Regions from separate parts of the Gasterosteus aculeatus genome. Here region 2 is linked to region 1. A link is a contact called in public Hi-C data. All regions are on one chromosome and are shown on one strand. The core of a region is the stretch at or near the end of the contact, and the rest is flanking DNA. Distances in the headings are between cores, read along the strand shown. Region 1 overlaps slc2a15a (solute carrier family 2 member 15a). Region 2 overlaps fbxw4 (F-box and WD repeat domain containing 4).

Region 1 (4,453 bases), core at 981-3,480:
TTGGTATTCGGCACCATATGTCTGTCTGTGGCCGCCTACGTTTACGTGGTGATACCAGAGACCAAGAACAAGACCTTCATGGAGATAAGCCAAATGTTCACCAAGAAAGAGGCAGTTCCATTGACGCAGGGTCTGATCCACGTGGACCAGCTAAAACTAAAGAAGATGAACGGCTACGGTGGGATGGAGCATGCTTCACTGGAGTTTGACAGCTCTTCGTCTGTACCTTAACCAAGCTTGAGGTTCTTAATGTTACAACAAAACCATTGCAGCTTGTTTTGCCCATTGTACCATCTTTACATGTGGACATAAACCAAACCCCACCCTCACAACGACTCAGTGGGGTCTGGTTTGGTGTGCATTATAGACAACAGTTAATTGTATACAGTTGTGTTATTTTAAACTTCTTAAATCAATATGATAATTCAATCTGTTAGAGCCATTGAGTCTTATTTTCATGGCCGTCCATTGTTAGCTAATCAGAGATTTAAAAAGAAACTTTGATTAAAAAAATTTAAGTAGTTTTAGTTTATGATAAAATGTGCATTGCTGTACAATGGTGCCTTTGTCCATTGTTTGAACCTTCGCAGTGCTTAAGTCTCACATCAGTGTCCCATAAAATAAATGTTACCGGAGCTTGTGTGAACCTTTTGAAATAATGTTTATCTTTTGTATATTGCAGTAAAAGAAATATCTTTCATGTGGAACCTCAATATGTTTGCATGTTTTGACTGTCCATTCATAGGGCCATATCACTTAACACAAGTATCAGAGTACTGTCTGAGCTGTACATTAAAATGTGCTGAAATGATTATTGTACAAACAGAAAATGTTTTTGTTTGAATAATTGGAACTATATTTAAGATATTTTGAATTATTTAAAGACGAAAACACAAATGAAATATAGTAATACTGTGTCCTTGTCTGTTTTAACAACTACCGGCTTAGCATTCCTCCAGTGGCAATATGATGGGAGTCATATCCAGCTCTGGGTATTCTGTACAGTTACAATGATAGACATTATCATTAATTATATTGTTAACATTATTTCCCTTGCCCTGGTCAGCTTCACCTGTTCCCAATCACCCCCCTCCTCCCTTGACCTGTTTTCTCCCCTTCGTTTGTGTCCTCGTCTTAGCACCTCTGTGTTTAACGCTACAGTCTTTTCTCCCTGTTACATTGTTTTATGACTATCTTTTCCCGGACTTTTATTTGTACCCACCTCTGTTTGATGTAAAAAAAAGGTGTCCTGCATATTTTGTAGTACCTGCTTTTCTTCTCTTCATTGTCTGTTATAAAGTCGGATATGAATAATATGTTTGGTACGGTTGACTTTGGAGTCGAGTGTTTTTAGTGTTTTATACAGCGTATCAAAAAAAGCCAACCTGAGGCTTTATTTAAGACAATTACACACACAACCCTATACATCTATCTTTATGAGGACAATAACTTAAGTTGACCTCAACAACACTTACAATGGCAATTGGTTTAAAGAGCTCTTCGAAGAAGTGTGCTTTCAAAACACACTTGTCCTCCCGTCCTTCTAGATAGAATTTTAAATACAGACACCTACACGCACACACACACAGACACACTCACAAACCACGTTAGTCATTGTTGCCCAAACCAAAGCCAATCCACTCCTGACCCTGAGTGGTCAGAAAGAGAACTACCCAACCAATCCCAGTGTAACAACGATACACTTGTACAGTGTGAATAGTGTTGCATAGACAGTGGTGACTTGTGGGATCGTGCCACCTTGTTGCGTGTGAACGCAGAATGATTTTGAGGTTTATCGCGACTTGAGCTGATTCTGTGTAATACAGATTAGTATGCTCCTTCAATCTATACTACTATGTTACCCCTTGCACTCCCCCGTCCCCTGCTCTCTCACTCACACACACCAACCCACACATCCCAGCATTGTAATTAATGGCAGCGCCTCTGTCACTAATAAGCATTCTTGTGATCTTTAATGTAGTGTGCTCCCCTCCGCTCATGCAAGTCTTTCCCTGTGTATGCGTGTGTGTGTGTGTGTGTGTGTGTGTGTGTGTGTGTTAGTTTGTGTGTGCGCGTGTCTTAGTGTACCTTGCCAAGTGGCTGTCAGCGGGGCTGATGGCATCGCAGCAGGAAGGCACAGGAAATTGACAAATGTCTGTTATCATGGAACAAGGCCGGTGACAGATAGAGGGGCGACAACATTACTGGGTAATGAAACCAGATGGTTAATCCAGCTGAACCAGTTCCACTACAGCCATTCACAGCTGCTCTAATTTAAACCACAGAGGAAGAACAGAACAGAGGGCGGAGGACGAAGGTATACAAATATTACAGCTGAGTGTGTAACAAAAGCTGCAGCATGGCGAGTGGTACCTGCTCATGAGCCTGTGATATTCAGCCTGTGAGGCAGTCCAAAAGGGTTTTATTTTTAAACTGGGCAAATGACAACATTAACATTAACAGGATGGGTTCACCTTTAGAAAAAACACAAGCAGATGCACATGGGAGGTCAGAATGCAGAGAAAATGAGGCTCAGAGGATGGAGGCCAATAAAGTTATGTTCATTTAACCTCTGAAAATGTGTGCTGGACTTCCACCTTAAAAACTACCATCATTCCCCCTTCAAACTACAAAAACAGTTTTTGTGTTTCCCTGTCACATGTGAATTTTTCTCTGACTTTTTCCTCCCTCGCTCCTCCCTCTCGGGCTGTTGGTGGTGGCCGTGTAAATGCTCTGGCAGGTAGCCGATGAATGTGGCACTTCTCTGCTACAGGCCGTAAGTGTTTTATCACAGAGAGCATTACGACTCGGCCGGCCCATTCTTTATGCTGTAGCACTGCCACACAGACAGACACAGGAGTCATTGAAATGCTGCTGCTTTTATTTAGCACTTCCTTCTCTGCTCGTACATACTGTAGGGACGGTTGTACTATAAACCTTAAAGGTCACAAGATGATTAAAATGATTGGAAAATACGCTTTTCAAACTTTTCTCCAAATAGTTTTTTCTTACAGCAAGCCAAAATGGGAACCTTTGACTGTCTGAACGTCCACTTCAAAGCACTTACAAGGAGGTTGAACGGCCCTCAGTAATAGGAGTGCCTATTTCTAATAAAGTCATCTACCTAAAAACAAGGAAAAACAGTATATCATCATCTGATGAACAGTATAAATGCAGCAGTATTATTGCTTATTGCGTAGTAATTATTTTGCCTAACAGCTGAAGACAATGTGTCAGCAGTCAAATACATCTTATTTAAATATCCTATTATTACATATCACAAATTGGCCAGCACACAACTGTTTCAGATGAGATCGAACTCCCCACATAAAATTCAGAGAAAGCTCAGGAACAAGGTCGGACATGCAATAAATATTATGCATACAGAATATACCAACAAAGTAAATGAACACAGTAAACAATATAAGGGAGAAATAGTTTTGTCCGATCTTTGTTGATCTGTGCCTTAAGAGATGAATGTTTGACACACAGTACATTTTTGTCTACTGGTACGGTACTGTACTGTACTACATGCAGTTTAACCTACAATATTTTACAGTATAGAAATATTTGAAAGCAGAAATGATTTAATAATAAATCAGTTAAACAGTAGAAACATAGCATTGAGGCTTGTAATATGGAATTGGCAATGGCAATGTTGTGGTAAAAGCCAGTTGTTGTTTTGTTTGTTGGGTCAATGACTGGCGATTTAATAAGGAAGCAAAAATCCATTTACCATTTCGGTAGCTGCATAAGTTGTAGGGGACTTTGCTGACTTACAGTAATAGTGATATGGATATTGATTATGGATACATGGATATAACAGCTTGTTGCATTTCCACCATACTGACCTGTTTTGTGTCTTTCAACCATTGTACGATTGTATGAGAGAATGTATGAAATAAATATTTTCATTTGGGCCATGTGCAAAACAGGATGCAGTGCGTAACTCAGAACTTAAACTAAATCACAACTAATAAAGGTCTACCATACTGCCACAGGTCAGGTGTGAGGTGGGACCGGCTGTTGTCCCAGTATCACTCCACCAGAGATGGGGCGGCTGGTGTTGGTAGTTGGGGGTCCTAGGCCTGTTTTAAATGTAAATCACCACTACCTTGCCCCGGGGGCCACAGACACGGCCACAGATGTCAGTATGCTAACGCAGGACAGCCAATAAGCATCCAAGGCCGCTCCCAGAGCTGATGCTGGTTTCTGCCGATCGCTCCGCTACTCACATGTTTATTCCTCCACATCATTAAAGGCAGTCAAATGTTGATTGTGGCCTTTCAACCCTCAATATGTATGTGTTAGGGCGTTTCTTCCACTTGTTGGCTTTGATGTGGATAAGCAGTGTGCGTGTGGTGTTAAGTGGAAATGTAAGGGCATTGGCCCACAGGTCAAAAGTTAATGATGAACCATTTAATAGTATCCTAACTAAAGTGATTTGCATTAA
Region 2 (4,453 bases), core at 627-3,126, 68 kb after region 1:
GGTCATTATATTTACTAAATGATCATCATGCTGTCATGTTTACAATGTTTACTATGTGAATAAATCAAAAGAGAAGTATTCATATTTTCCCATAGACTTCTATACAATCTGACTTATTTTGTTCTCCTGAGCATTCGCCCTCTGCTGGCCAGTGCGGGAATGCAAAGTTTAAGACACTTCCACATTGACTTCACTCGGCAGAACTTTCAACATAACAATATCGTCACAAAATCAGACGTTTGATTTTGTGATGATATTGTTATGTTGAACGTTCTGCCAAGTGAAGTCAATGTGGAAGTGTCTTAAACTTTGCATTACATAGGGGGATCGACAGCTCTGTTGTCTCAATTGATAACAAACAAATACCAACAAAAGTGTCTCTTGAATTCAGATTTCATATACAAAGCATACCTTAAGAGGTCACAGGAACACAGGTTAATAGACGTTGTAGTTATTAGAAGGTTGAGGCTTTGGCACAAAGCTCACAAGATCCGGCACAGAGTAATGTAATTCAATTCTGATAAGAAACCAGTGTTATGTTACATTATTCAACTTTGTTATTAAGACAGTTTCATGCAAATTAGTTCATAATTAAGCGAGTTACAGTCGAGGAAGTCTGCATCTCTCAATACACTACACAAATGTTTGTTTACTGGCTGATCTTACTGCTAATTGTACAGCTGATCTTACCGCCAAATCTAGTGTTAGACAGCTAAGAAATACTTTAATAAGTAATGATAATTTGCATAATAATTACTAATAATCATGAACGGGGGGTTGAGAATTAGTATAAAGTAGCAAATGGAGCAGACACCATTCAGCAGCCTGCCAACTACTACTTAACTTCCTAATAACAACAAGAGGAATGCTCCTTCATGTCTTTGAAACCCATGAAAGGTGTGCACCATTACAACGGATCCAAATTGATTGAGTTGTTGTAATGTGCTGTTACGAGGTTGGAGCCATTTCACTTGTTTATGCTTCCAACATAATCTACATGCTGTATAACATCTCTACATTTTTCCCTCCGAGGTGGGATTAATGAGTTAAACAGCAACGCGGGCTGCCTCACAGCCTGTGTTGTTCTTGCAGAGTTCATCTCCTGCGCTTTGAGGATGTGACTCAGCCAATCCGCTGTGTTTTTAGAGGCTGCTTCAGCCCAGAGCCCGGGATTCCACAGTTCTGGACCCAGACGGGCCATGAGAGAAGATGGTCGGATCAGACACATCGCGCCGCATGCTCACTGACAGATACAGTTATTTTGACAGAGTACACGCTCATGCCTCCATCCTGTAATCACACGCGGCCTCATAAAAGCCAGCGACCTACCAATTTGGGAATCCCTGCTGTTTTTGCACTGTGATACAGCTCGTTTGCATGGTGCTATTACCGGCTTTAAGATCCCCGCGCAGATGTCGGGTCCATTTTATGGAAGCCCGGCTTTCATTTTTCTTTCACATTTGGGTGTCTGTAACTGTTTTTGACTGTTTTTTGTTTCAGAGCTGATTATAACTCTCTTGTTTGAAGGCTTTCCAAGGTTAGGGGGGGTTATGAATTCATGACCTCTTTTTAGTTGGAGTGGCCCGTGCTGTGATGGAGACATCATTATTTAGTTATGAATGAACCGGCTCGTATCCCTTTGGCTTGAATGGGTTTCTTTTTGTGTGGCATGCGCTAAGCTCCTTGGTTTTAGTGGTAAGAGGAAAATGAGGGGTCACTACCCCACACAGACGCAAACTCAGCCTCATCACAGATTCCCCATTGGCTCGGGCTTAGTTATGAGACCCTGGCAATGAGAAAGCTCTCACCCAATAAGGTGCCCTGTGGGGAAAGCCCTGGTCCAATAAGAAGGCCCCCCTGGGGTAACACTGGGGGATTACCAGCCTGAGCCTGCGGATTGAGCTCTAGGGCGAGGGAAGGGGGGCACGAGTCGCAGCGCGGGGGCTACTCGGTCGCCAAGGCCGGCGGCCTCCTTTAAATGGTTGCTATGGAGCAGGTATCAAAAGTGTGAGAGTCGCACACAGTCACGGTCATGGAGGGTATTAAGTGGCAACAAAGAGACAGTTATTCTGCAATAATCCGCCCTGCTGAGTGCAAGTTATTCTTCAATAATCAAGAGGCGAGGAGCAGGCGGGACAGAGCTGTGATCACAGAAGCATAGTGCTACACGGGGCTTGACTAGCACACACACACAGGTCACACCACATCAACATAGGCACACCAACTTTATTTATCACTTGTACATAGCCCCAGTCCCACACTCACTAACCCAGGCTTGGCCTTGTCGCTGTGGCTCCAAGTTAACACATTCTTGATGAGAATGTTGCAAAAAATCAAACAGGATAGCAATGATATTAATAACTACATTGCACCAGCCAAGGCCAATCTACTCCTCACCCATGCTTAAAATTTCTGCCCACTGTCATGGGAATCAGACCAGTAATTGTTTGGGTAATCCAGACAAACAGACAAACAGTTTTGTCTGTGCCTCTGTAACATAACCGTGGTGGCTCCAGCTGTCCGTCAACTTGAACAATAACGACATGTTATTATGACATTGTGGATATTTTAAGGATTTGACAGTTCAATGGTGAGATTATATGCATTTGCTTCAATTGAATTAACTGGATTAGACAACAACAAGGGTCTTCCAAAGCGAGTCCCACGTCACAGATTCCACTTGTGATCTTCAAGCAGAGCATCTTCAGGCAGGCAGCTCTGTTGGCTTGATCAGTACTCGCCGAGGAGGGTTTGCATTCGGGATGAGAGTCAAGGACGCGATGGCTAATTTGTTGTCCGGCTTTGGAAGCTAGTTTCTGCTGCGATTTATTTTACGTATCTTGCGGTCTTGTCTATGTGGACGATTGGATTGGTGAGTTGTCAGCACTGATGGCGGCGTGGTAAGGGTGCGATGTGGTGCACAACTACCAGTCGATTTATGGCTAGTAGGAGACCGCCCGGTGCCCACAGTAGGAGTGATGGGTTCTGTAGCTCGTCTTGATGGGAACGCAGGAGCTGGTAGATGGATGTACCCTCCGTGGTCAGGCGAGATACCAAGCCATAATTATATTTCCTTCATAGATCAGCATTAGTTTAATATATTGTAAAGAAGCTTAGTCAGGGTGTTGGATTTTAATTGAAACCAAATGTATTTTTAGTTCAGAGCCTGTAATTTAAAGTGAGTTTTTTATTTGTTGTCATTATTATCTACTCAAGATCTTCCTCATTTTTTGTGTTTGGGTTTGTTAGTAAATAGTTTAATGAAATCCTAAGTAAAAAGGTAGAAATGAGACAACTGGACTAACTATGTACCTTATGATTTGTGAGATGAGTTAAATAAATGTGTGTTCTATATCAAATGTAATACATTTTAAATGCGGCAGTAGTTTATTTGTATTATTTATTTCTCTGTCCATTTTTATAACAATATTGTCTCATATATTCTTTTATTCTTGATCTCATATGTTTTTTCCGGATGCATGGCAATGATCATATGCCACACTTCCAGATTTCACATGTTCACGTTGTCTTTGCCCCGCCCTCCTCCACCAGATCCGAGTGTGTCTGCAGCCTGGGCTTAGAGTTCCGTCGAGGGGCCGGTGTGCTGGACATGGTGTTCGAGTCTCCGTTCCAGCTCCTCACCTGCGGCTACGATACCTTCATCCGCCTGTGGGACCTGCGACTCAGCCCACGGTACTCCACCATGGTGGTCCCACGTAGGGTCTGTTTGTTAAATAGTGACACCTACAGTGTGTCAGCTGTACAGAGCTCTAGACCTTTACCACACCACGATCAACTTCAAATCTTCCATAAAGGACACTTATTATGGGAATTTGGGGTCTCAACACTGGATATTGGGGGGAATTTACGTCCTACCACAGCTATAAAGCCAAATTGTAACAATATATTTGATGAAAAACACAGTAAAGTGGGTCGAATGTCATTAATGTTTTAGATGGCATTGTCAGTGTGGTACGAAAGTGATGCAGCAGGTGGACTCTGCTGATGAGTCAGCCCTGAAAACAGTTGTGAAAGTAGCATTTGCAGAAGGTAAAAGGATTTCTAAAGTGAAAGCAGTTGAGCTCAGGGCTTTTCCTGCATAGAAGAATTTTTAGCAAAGTGGTTTTAGTCAGCGGCAAAGAAAACATCCCAAGTGCCAAAATCTAAGATGCACCAATCAATCAGCTACCGGTTGAAGTGTGACTGGATGGCACAGGCACACAGCAGAAGCCCCAGATGAGCTATAAAGAAACAACCTTCGACACAGGGTTTTAACAACTCTTAGCAGTTTCGCAAAATCTTTTAGTCAATGTTTTGTTGTTTTATTTACGGCAGTCCAACCTCCTTCCAATCTTTATTCAACGTACATTTGTTGGAATGCTGTTTAAGCAGGTATTCAATCCAACTTTCTATAATTACTACTACATTTTTCCTGCTCTGCATGAAAGACAAG

The links. Hi-C and Micro-C count contacts between places; a contact is called where the count stands out from the background.
Region 2: a contact with region 1 is called in a Hi-C map of skeletal muscle, with 2.2 times the contacts expected there. The contact joins two enhancer-like sites. A contact is called at or near these places in 2 of 6 Hi-C or Micro-C datasets (liver and skeletal muscle).

Annotation. Positions count from the first base shown.
Region 1 is chr6:3,670,696-3,675,148 of fGasAcu3.hap1.1, forward strand. slc2a15a (solute carrier family 2 member 15a) reads left to right here. Exons shown (of 12, transcript XM_040178823.2): 12 at 1-1,316. The coding sequence ends at 231. Among protein-coding and RNA genes, the nearest start is that of fgf8a, 22 kb to the right of the region's middle. Within about 2 kb of position 2,231, at least 3 of the 9 cell types and tissues checked have open chromatin away from gene starts, as enhancers often do.
Region 2 is chr6:3,738,850-3,743,302 of fGasAcu3.hap1.1, forward strand. fbxw4 (F-box and WD repeat domain containing 4) reads left to right here. Exons shown (of 10, transcript XR_005712397.2): 7 at 3,553-3,693. Among protein-coding and RNA genes, the nearest start is that of wbp1la, 17 kb to the right of the region's middle. Within about 2 kb of position 1,877, at least 1 of the 9 cell types and tissues checked has open chromatin away from gene starts, as enhancers often do.